Linked DNA regions of Oryctolagus cuniculus: region 1 is linked to region 2. The links are chromatin contacts, called in public Hi-C maps. All regions are on one chromosome and are shown on one strand. The core of a region is the stretch at or near the end of the contact, and the rest is flanking DNA. Distances in the headings are between cores, read along the strand shown. Region 1 overlaps GALNT2 (polypeptide N-acetylgalactosaminyltransferase 2). Region 2 holds the start of GALNT2 (polypeptide N-acetylgalactosaminyltransferase 2).

Region 1 (5,309 bases), core at 306-2,805, 97 kb before region 2:
CCTGAATGTTGTATAAATCAAACTGTTCTAGAAAAAAATTAAAATTAAAAAATTAGAAGTAGAAATTGTACTTATGTACATGGAAGTTCATCATATGAATAAAACACACCTGGGCCAATGTCTGCCAACTTTAAGTCTTTCTAGGGTGCCTGTCCACTTCCTTATTTATTTATTTATTTATTTATGTGAAAGAGTTACACAGAGAGAAGAGAGGCAGACAGAGAGAGAGAGAGAGAGAGAGAGAGGTTTTCCATCTGCTGGTTCACTCCTCAATTGGCTGCAACGGCCAGAGCTGCACTGATCCGAAGCCGGGAGCCAGGAGCTTCCTCCAGTCTCACACGCGGGTGCAGGGGCCTAAGGACTCAGGCCATCTTTTACTGCTTTCCCAAGCCACAGCAGAGAGCTGGATCAGAAGTGGAGCAGCCAGGTCTCGAACCAGCACCCATATGGGATGCTGGCGCTTCAGGCCAGAGCATTAACCAGCTGCGCCACAGCGCAGGCCCCAGTCTGGCCACTACTAATGACAATTTTAACCCTCTGTATTCCCTCTCCCTTCAAGGGAGTGAAGGTGTAAGTCTCCTGTTAAAACCGATCTGCTGGAACCCATCTGCTAGGGCCGGCGCTGTGGCACAGCGGTACAGCGGGTTAAAACCCTGGCCTGCAGTGCTGGCATCCCATATGGGCACCAGTTCTAGTCCCAGCTGCTCCACTTCCAATCCAGCTCCCTACTAATGCACCTGGGAAAGCAGCGAAGGATGGCCCAAGTCCGTAGGCCCCTGTACCTACATGGGAGATCCAGAAGAAGATGCTAGCTTTGGACTGGCCCAGCTCCAGCCATTGCAGCCATTTGGTGAGTGAAGCAGCAGATGGAAGATTTCTGTCTGTCTCTCCCTCTCTCTGTCTAACTCTTTCAAATAAATAAATCTTAAAATAATAAACATATAAATAAGAAAATAAGGAGTTGGAATTGTGGCACAGCGAGTTAAAGCCCTGGCCTGCAGTACTGGCATCCCATATGGTCATTGGTTCTAGTCCCGGCTGCTACATTTCCAATTCAGCTCTCTGCTATGGCCTGGGAAAGCAGTAGAAGATGGCCCAAGTCCTTGGGCCCCTGCACCCATGTGGGAGACCCAGAAGAAGCTCTTGGCTCCTGGCTTCAGATCAGCTCAGTTCTGGCTGTTGTGGCCAATTGGGGAGTGAACCATTGGATGGAAGACTGTGGAAGAGAGACAGTGGAAGAGAGTCTCTCTCTCTCTCTCTCTCTCTCTCTCCCTCTACCTCTCTGTAACTCTTTCAAATGAATAAAATAAATTTTAAAAAATTAAAAGAAAATAAAAAATAAAACCAGTCTGCAGTGAGTGATGGGCTCTGCTCCAGGAGACGCAAAGGGCGATCCTAACGAGTGGCCTATTTCATGCCACAGCCATCTTCTCACGAGCAGCCCACTCCTCCTGAGCTCTCCCGCTCACAGCAGAAGCCCCAACGGAGAAGTAGCCCAGAGCAAGGGGAGCACGAGGCGAGCGTTTCTTTCTTCCTGGTTGTAATCAGAGTCTGTGAAGAAAGCCAGCTCTTGGCACCTGTTCCTGAGGGCAAGCGCAGCGGGATGACACGTATGTAACGAGAGCCCAGGAGCTGGCGGGCTCCTGCCAGTCCAGCAGCCCTGGACGGCCTGCTTCTGCACCCTGTCTCCCCCCCCCCCTTCTTCCAGTAAACAGGGGGCTTGAGAAAGCCTTCCACGACTACAGCCCCACTTCTCCTGGGTTCCTCCACTGGCAGTGAAAGCCAATTCTCTTCCTTTGGAGAAATGATGGTTTTCATCAAATTTGACCAGAACATGTCTTTTTATTTTTTAAAAAAAGGGCACTTTAGTAAATATTTCCCCCATGACTTAGATAAAAATCAGCTGCATTTTGAAATAATTCCCAGAAGACAAGTGGCAGAAGGATTACGCAGGCACCGCGATTCCCCGGCTCATCGCCAGGGAAGTCCACATCCAGGCTGCCCCACCCCCACCACTCAAATCACCTCCACGTGTGTCCATTCCCCCCAGCAAAGCTTCGTCCAGAATTTCTGAGGTCTCGTAGAACCACACTGCAGTGCTACCCCCTCACCAGAAGATGGTGCCCTCTCACCCCCAACTCTCCCTGTTAAGTCATCCCCACTGAGAGCCCAGCTTCCACGGTTCAGGTTCCCTTTCTTGGTCCAGCTCTGGAACCAATGAATCAAAACTGGCTCCAGATCTTCTATCTGTTTGGAACAGCATTTCGAAAGATTAAGTCTCAGAATGACATAATGGGAGCCCCAGGGGAGCGAGGGGGTGGGAACTGAATGGAAAATTTGTATTGAAGCATCTTCTCCCGCCAGTCCCTCCACCAAATAGGCCACCACAAATTGATACAGAGGTAGAAATTCCTGGTAGTAGGGCCCAGGTACAGCTGACCCAGGTTTGAATGCCATGGACTGCTGTTTTGAAAGCACTAGGCTGACGCTACTGTTTTCTCTGTAGCTTCTCACGTCTCCCCAGCAGACTGGATACAGCAGCTTCTCCCTGAAGTCGGGGCAAGCGTAGCTCGGACGCAGATTCGCTTCTCTCTGGGAACCATGAGAGTCAGATCTGGATGTGGAGAGGGGGAGGGACGCAGGGGTGTCAGGCGGCGGAGGGGACAGAACAGTGGGCGGGGCTAGCTCCCTGGGATCCCCCAACCCCGCCCTGGGGGCTCCGCAGGGCTGAAGACAAGGAAGCAGGTGGATGTCCTGAGAACTAACAAATCCTGCCGCGGTTGGGCGGTAGAGTGACATCGCCCATGTGGGTGTTTTGGAAAGACAGCTGACATGGCCGGAAGCCCAGAAACGCCACGTGCAAGGCCCAGCCCACGGTGCGTGTGCTCCCTGCAGCCAGCAGCGTCTCGGTGACACTGCGGGCAAGAAGCCTCAGAGAGGCTGCACAGTGAGCAGCAGCACGTGGGAACTGTGCACCTGCTTTTATGAATGTAAAATGTACGTGTTCTCATTGATGACCTCTTCCTGTGGGGGTCAGTAGCTACTAGCTGTGTGGTGTTACCCCAATAACTTCTAAGAGTGTCCTAAATCTTTTTCTCGTGGGCCACAAATTCTAATACGAAGAATCCATGCAACAGAACACCACCCTGCCTTCTTAGCTTATATTATAGCCAAGGAATCACGTGGGAAAGATGATTCCCAAATTCCACTCCAACTTGATCCCGAACCGCCATCTTTCCATGGCTCCAAGCAGAGGGTTCGTGTTATTCCCTAGTGTGAGTGGCGGATGACAGGGTTCTGCAGAAACCGCCAGCCCTAGTGGGCACGCCCCAGTGCTTCCCAGGGCTGATGGTTACTGCAGGGGCCTCCTTCCCTTGAGTCCTGCCCCAGGGCCGGATGGACAGTGCCCAGCAGGGAGAAGCTGTAGGAGCCCCTACCTCTGGCACACTTCTTTACAAGTCCATTCTCAGCCTTCGGCACTGCCACGCTATTTGGTATCATAATATGGGCTGCAGACGCCTCACTGTCGAATTTAAAAGCTAAAGGATGCAGTGTAGGGGCTGGCATCGTGGTGCAATGGGTTAAGCTGCTGCTGTTGGGACTCCAGTATCACCTTTTAGAATGCCTGGGAAGGCATCAGATGATGGCCTGAGTAATTAGGCCCCTGCCACCCAAATGGGAGACTGTGGATAATGTTCCTGGCTCCTGACTTCAGCCTGGTCCGGCCCCAGCTGTTGTGGCCATTTAGGGAATGAGGCAGCAAATGGAAGAGCTCTCTTTCTGTCTGTCCCTTTCTCTCTGTTGTTCTGCCTTTCAAATAAATAAACAAATCTTTAAAGAATATGGTGTAGATTAGTTCAATCTTACGGAAAAAACTCTGGCATACCAGATCAAGAACCGGAATGACACATGAAACCTTTAAGCCAAGAAATCCCACTCCTGAGAATCTATCCCAGTGAACAAACCCAAAATAAGGAAAAAATCGCATACATGAATATTATAGCATTAGTTATCAGAAAAAAGAGCCAAAGTGTTCAATAAAAGGTTAATTTATGTCACAGCCCCTTAAAAGAGTATTAGATAATCATTAAAAAGTATAAAGATCACATAGCCATATGCAAAATGGCCATAATGTGTTAAATGAAAAGCCAGAGAAAAAATTTTATGTACACAATGAAACAACTATATAAAAATGTGTATCCATATGGATTAGCCTGAAATGAAATGCAGTGAAATAAAAACGTTGTCTTGGAGTGCAGAATGATGAGTGCCGCTTCTACTTCTTTCCTTCATGTTTTTAAATTATCCTCATGAATAATTTAAAAGTTTAGCACAGACATAAGGTTGGAACTTTGAACCTACACAGTATGACCCCTCCCCAGGGCACAGGAGCTGTTTCTGAAAACAGGAGTGAGCCTGGCCTCTGCTCCTGAGACATGGGGTCCAGGAGCCTCTTAGAATGCAGGGAGGCCTTCTCCCACCCCCATCTCACCCCAGGCATTAGGGGAGGGGCCAGGAGAGAAGTGGGCACTACAGGAGGGAGCTCCAGTAGGCCCGCCGAGGGGCCCGTCTCTTCTGTGTGCACCACTCTCCCTGCTCAATCTTTCTCTGCCAAACTGGGCAATGAAGACCTAAGTGATGTTGGATGCTTCTGGCAACTGCTGGCACTAAACGTTTAGGCTACAGGCAATGCTGGGCACTGACGGTAAGTTCACAGGCAATGGGGCACGTCTATCAAGCAACCCACCACGGGCTCAACTGCCCCTGATCTCCCAACGTGGAACTTGCGAATAATGACAGCAGCCCTGCTGCCTCCAGCAAACCGCCATCTGCCGGGTACTTCCCACGTGCCAGGCAAAGCGGAGTGGCACAGAGATGCACCTCAACAAACGAGACACAAAGAGAATCAGGGGGCACTTAGCGAAGGGACAGGGCATCCACCGTCACATCAGGGTCTGACTGGCCCGCAGTGTAGGGTCTATCCACCTGTGAGATGGACTGACTGACCCAGAGCCCATCCATGGAGTTAGGATGGCTAAATCCAATCAGCTCACGTCCATGGAGGCACCGACACGGAGCCTGGTCACTTGTTCACACAGTGGCTGGGGGCTTCCCAACCTTCTCGTCTTCCCTCAGCCAGTTTTGGAAAATTATATCTGACTACTATCCATGTTCAAAGGCTGCTTTTCCTATCCACACTTTCTCTCCTTTGCTCATGATGGGGCAGCTGGGGAGGACGTGGGTCGCGGCAAGGAATTCAAGCCCTGGAAGGTAAGTTCCTGGAGGTCACAGCAATAGGGACTGTGTTG
Region 2 (4,993 bases), core at 780-3,279:
CCCAGCAGCCCAAGCCCACCAGGATGAGAGAAGCTGGCCTCCGGGCAGCGGGCACCACACAGGTGCTTCCTAATCACCTGTATGAATGAAAGTGGCAAAGCCAAGAATGTGAAACGCCAGGGATGCTTTATTTCTTTGCTTCTCTCTGCATGCAAGGCAGAAAGCTTTGCCAAGTCTCACAGGCACAACAGGCTCCGTGAGTGGCCAAGGCACACTTTACCGGGAAGCAAAGTTCTTCAAAATCATTCCACCGCAAGGCCGCGATGGTTTTCAAGGACAGAACTAGTCCCATCATCGGCGGCGAGCGTTCCACCACTGCAGGCTGTTCCGGGCTCTCAGGTACACACACACCGTTTAACAAGCGGGCTACAAGTACAGGGTCGGCACGGGTGCAGGTGAGGCCACTTCAGCACATGGGAAATCTGTTTCCATTTCTGTCTCTCTAGGGAAAGCAAATCCATGAACTGACCAACACCCAAGTGAGACACCAGCCTCCTCCTAAGGCCATTAGCTGGGAGTGAATGAATGAACGAATGAACAAGGCAATGAAACCTCAACGTGGGCAGTAGGAGTCTGATTTCAGGGCTAAAGTCTGTCCACCTACCGTTGGGGCCATTTGTCCTGTTCCAGGGAGTTATTCCCTTGTTCCAACCGAACCCGCGGTCCACCTCCGTTAAACTCAGGATTTCCTGGGCTTGTGGGGTTGAGGGTTACAGGGCTCCGGAAAAGATACCGCCGCTTTCCAAGCCGATCGGCCAGAGAAACACTGCAAACCGGCCAGTGCACGAGTCCGGCTCCGGCTCTCGCCAGAGGCGCACAGCGGCAAGACGGCGCCGTCTCGGCTTCTCTGGGCGCTCAATTTCCTCCTGAACACCGGTGGCCGTCCGGCGTGGTCGGCTCGGGACGGGGTTCCAGGGTGGTGGTGGGGGAGGGCGGCTAGCGCAGTCCCCACCGCCTACTCCCCTGGCCCTCGGAGCCTGTCCACAATACCCCCCACTCAAAAAAAAAAAAAGTGGATCCGCAGTAATCGGGGGGGTCGCAGCCGGGAAAAGCAAGAGCAGGAGGCCACGTCCGGCCCGCGTGGAGGGGTCAGGGCCGAGTAAGCCAGCGCAACTAGGGGGAAAAGTCCACGGGTGGCCGCAACCGGCCTGGCTCAGCGCAGGGGCACAGCGGCCCCTGCCTTCCACCAGCCCAGGGGTTTGATTTGGCGCGGGGAGTGCCTGCGCCCCCGCACCTAGACATAAACGGCAGAGAAACGCGGCACACGCACACGGAGTGACCAGGAGCGAGGGGGCGAGCATGTGCAGCCGCTGCTATCGCTAGGCTGAAAAGAAACTTGGACTCTTCTCTCCTCCTATGCATGACACGTTAGAAAGGCGGCCGCCTCTCCCTTCTCTCCTCCCCACCCCTTTGTGTCTCCCAACACCCCCACCCCTAAACTTCCTACTAGAGGGCATGGGGCTCCCGAAGGCAGGACAGGACTCAGATGATGTAGGGTAGATGGAGGGAGACGCCCACCGGGCGGGTGAGCCCAGAGAGGGCGAGCGGGTCCCTCTAGCCAGAGCCCCGGGCGCGCAGAGGCGCCGGCTGTGCCCCGGCTCCGGGCACTGGGCTGGAGGCCCGGGACGGGGGCGGGTGGCCCAGGCGGAGGTCGCGGCAGAGGATCGCAGGAGCAGCGGGGGAGCCTGGGGTGGCCCGCAGCGAGGCAGGGGGCGCGTTGGCGCCAGGAGGGACGCGCGCGGGGACCCGGGTGGGCACCGGGGCCAGAGCGCAGCAGGGCGCGCCACTCACCTTCCTGCCGGCGCCGCCGCCTGCGCCCCCGGCCAGCGCCGAGCCGCCCCCGGAGTACATGTAGTAGGCGATGCCCAGCACCCACAGGAAGGCGAAACAGAGCAGCATCCGCGAGCGCCGCCGCATTCTCCCAACTCGGCCGCCGGCCGCGGCCGCCGCTGCTCGCTAGTGCTGGCTGGGCCGGCCGCGGGCGCTGTGGGGGCCGGGGGAGGAGCGGAGGAAGGGGAAGGGCGTGGCGGCGGCTCCTCCTCCGGCGCGGCAGCTGCTCGGCGGCGGCGGCGGCGCGCACTCGGCGCCCGAGCTCCGCCCCGGGCCGGCAGCGCCGCGCGGCGCCCGAGCAGGAAGCGCCGGCCTCGAAGGCGGCGAGGGGGGTCAGAGAGCAAAGGGCGACCAATCGGCGGCGGCGGCGGGGGCCCGGGTGCGGGCCGGAGGAGGGGACTGCCGCGTCTCCATGGCTGCAGCACGCCGGGATCCGCCGGGAGGGCCTCCGCCGGGAGCGCCGGGCGCCGCCCCGCCCCGCTGCGTGCCCGCGCCGCTGCCCCCCGTGAGTGACAGGTGGCTGTCCCCAGACGGGGCGGGGAGGGGGGAGCGCACACGTGCACACGGGCGTGGACGCTGTCGGTCACCGCAGCGCTGCCGGCGTCCGCGCCGCCTGTGCCAGACCCTGAGCGGACGCGCTGTTATCCGCAGACAGACCTGAGTTTTAGACAGACCCTCGCTCCTAGACGCGATTCTGCCGCTTGCTGCAGTTCTGTTACTAATCTTGCAGCAAAACGCCCCTGATCCCCAGGTGGCAGAGTATTTATTTAGGCAGAGGTGGGGCCTTGAGGTGAAAACTGAGAAGGTAATTTTCAAAGGACCCTTTCTCTGGGGATGAACAGAGCTCTTAGTGGCGAGGTGGTGGTGGCTTTACGTAAGCATGAAATCAAGCAGGAGGAAAGCAATATCCATTTTTTAAATCTTTCCTTTTTCATTGGTGGCTTTCGTAAAAGAAGAACGAAGTCAGCACACCAAGCGTGGTGCAGGATGTAAGAAAACAGATCTGTCTTGCAATACAATCTGTGTAACCTTGGCCATGCCCTTGCCACAGGCAAAGTTTCCAGTGCCCCTAAGTGCTTGATTAAAAAAAAAAAAAAAAAAAAAAAAAAGTCCAGGGAGTCAAAAGGGAATCCACCCAGATCCCCTGCAAAGCAAAAACACAAACAGCTTCCCGCGTTCCTGGGGTTAAGACTGTCATAAAAACCGAACTTCAAATGACTTAAGTAGAAGAAAGAAAAGACATCAACTCCAACAGAGTCCCAGGGGAGAGAAAAAGCTTCCCTTTTGGGGAAAAGTCAGGTCATCAGAAAAAAGGCGATGCCCTTCAGAGACCTGGCAGTGAAGGGAAAGAAGGAAGTCAGCGGGAAAATTAAAGATGCAGAAATACAGACAGCCAGCCCCACCCGGAGTCACCGCCAGTGGTTATTAGAAACTGCAGTCAGGAGTGGGCGTTTGGCATAACTGTGAAGTCCCAGCAGCCCACATCAGAGTGTCATTCCCAGCTCCTGAGCTCCTAGTTCCCGTTTCCTGCTAATGTGCACCCTGCCAGGCAGCAGGGATGGCCCAAGTACTTGGGTCCTTGCCACCCACAGGGGCACCCAGGTCGAGGTCTGTGCTCCTGGCTTTGGCCTGGCCCAGTCCCACCATGGAGGCCACTCGGGGAGTGAATCGGCAGTTGGAAGCGCGCTCTCCCTCTCTCTCTCACACGCGCATACACACACACAAACACACACTGCCTTTCAAATAAAATGAAAATAAACATTTTTAATTAAAAACAAAGAACGCTTCGGTACACAGATAGAAGAGAATATTCTTTTTTGTTGTTGTTTAAAAAGATGTATTTATTGTTTGAAAGAGTTAAACAGAGAGAAGGTGAGACAGAGAGAAAGGTCTTCCATGCCCTGGTTCATTCCCCAGTTGGCTGCAATGGTGGGAGCTGTGCTGATCGGAAGCCAGGAACTTCTGCCAGGTCCCCCACATGGTGTAGCCCAAGGACTTGGACCATCTTCCACTGCTTGCCCAGGCCATAGCAGAGAGATGGGCTGGAAGTGGAGCAGCTGGGTCTCATATGGGATGCTGGAACTGCAGGCGGCGTCTTTACCCGCTTTGCCATAGCACCGGCCCCAGAGAATACTATTAAACTAGGAACATTGCCTCGAAATGCCTAGTAACAAACACCAGATTAACTGCATACAAAGTTACTGTAAAAAGAAACCAGAAAATAAGATTTCTGATCAGAGAAAAGCAAAGCATAACAATTCAGCTGATGAAACTCCCCCACTCCAACAAAAATTATGAAGCAGAAGAAGATGGTCATCCCACATCTCAAACTGAACCAAGTGTCGTGGGTTTGGATATAGACACATAACACACACAACAGCTACAATCGGAAATTTGTAAACGGGCTGGCATTGTGGCACAGCAGATTAAGCTGCCTCCTGCAGTGCTGGCATCCCATAAGAGTGCCACTTTGAGTCCTGGCTGCTCCACTTCCAATCCAGCTCTCTGCTATGGCCTGAAAAAGCAGTAGAAGATGCCCAAGACCTTGGGCCCCTGCACCTGCGTGGGAGGCCCAAAAGAAATTCCTGGCTCCTGGCTTTGGATTGGCTCAGCTCCAGCTGTTGTGGCCAATTGGGGAGTGAGCCAGCAGATGGAAAACCTCTCTCTCTCTCTCTCCCTCTCCTCTCTGACCTTCAAATAAATGAATAAATACATCTTTAAAAAAAAAAAAAACCTATAATCCCAGAAAATGGTCCAGGAATAAGAAAAATTTCACATCCATAAACAAAAGTGTCTTTTATGTACCCTGGAAAACTTGGTCTGAAAAATCAACTCCAAAATTTACCTTAGCCTAAATCTATATGCAAAATATATGAAACTTGTATCACTTTAATAAAATCCTAAAAAAAAAAAAAAAGCTAATTTTCTGTTAAAAAAAACTTACCTTAGTAAAATCATTAGATTTTTAAAAAGATGAAATCAGTCACAGAGGTAAAAGTCTGGGGGCTGGCACTGTGGCATATTAGGTGAAGCTGCTACCTGGGTGCCAGCATCCCATGTGGGCGTTTGTTCAAGACCCAGCTGCTTCACTTTGTTTTTGTTTTTGGACAGGCAGAGTGGACAGTGAGAGAGAGAGAGAGAGAGACAGAGAGAAAGGTCTTCC

What was found. Hi-C and Micro-C count contacts between places; a contact is called where the count stands out from the background.
Region 1: a contact with region 2 is called in a Hi-C map of psoas muscle, with 3 times the contacts expected there. The contact joins the enhancer-like site here to the promoter of GALNT2 in region 2. A contact is called at or near these places in 3 of 6 Hi-C or Micro-C datasets (ear pinna, psoas muscle and an unstated tissue).

Annotation. Positions count from the first base shown.
Region 1 is chr13:49,836,652-49,841,960 of mOryCun1.1, reverse strand. All of the region lies in intron 1 of GALNT2 (polypeptide N-acetylgalactosaminyltransferase 2), which reads right to left. Among named protein-coding and RNA genes, the nearest start is that of GALNT2, 96 kb to the right of the region's middle. Within about 2 kb of position 1,555, at least 2 of the 8 cell types and tissues checked have an H3K27ac peak or open chromatin away from gene starts, as enhancers often do.
Region 2 is chr13:49,740,653-49,745,645 of mOryCun1.1, reverse strand. It overlaps GALNT2 (polypeptide N-acetylgalactosaminyltransferase 2), which reads right to left and starts at 2,029. Exons shown (of 16, transcript XM_002717390.5): 1 at 1,792-2,029. The coding sequence starts at 1,917.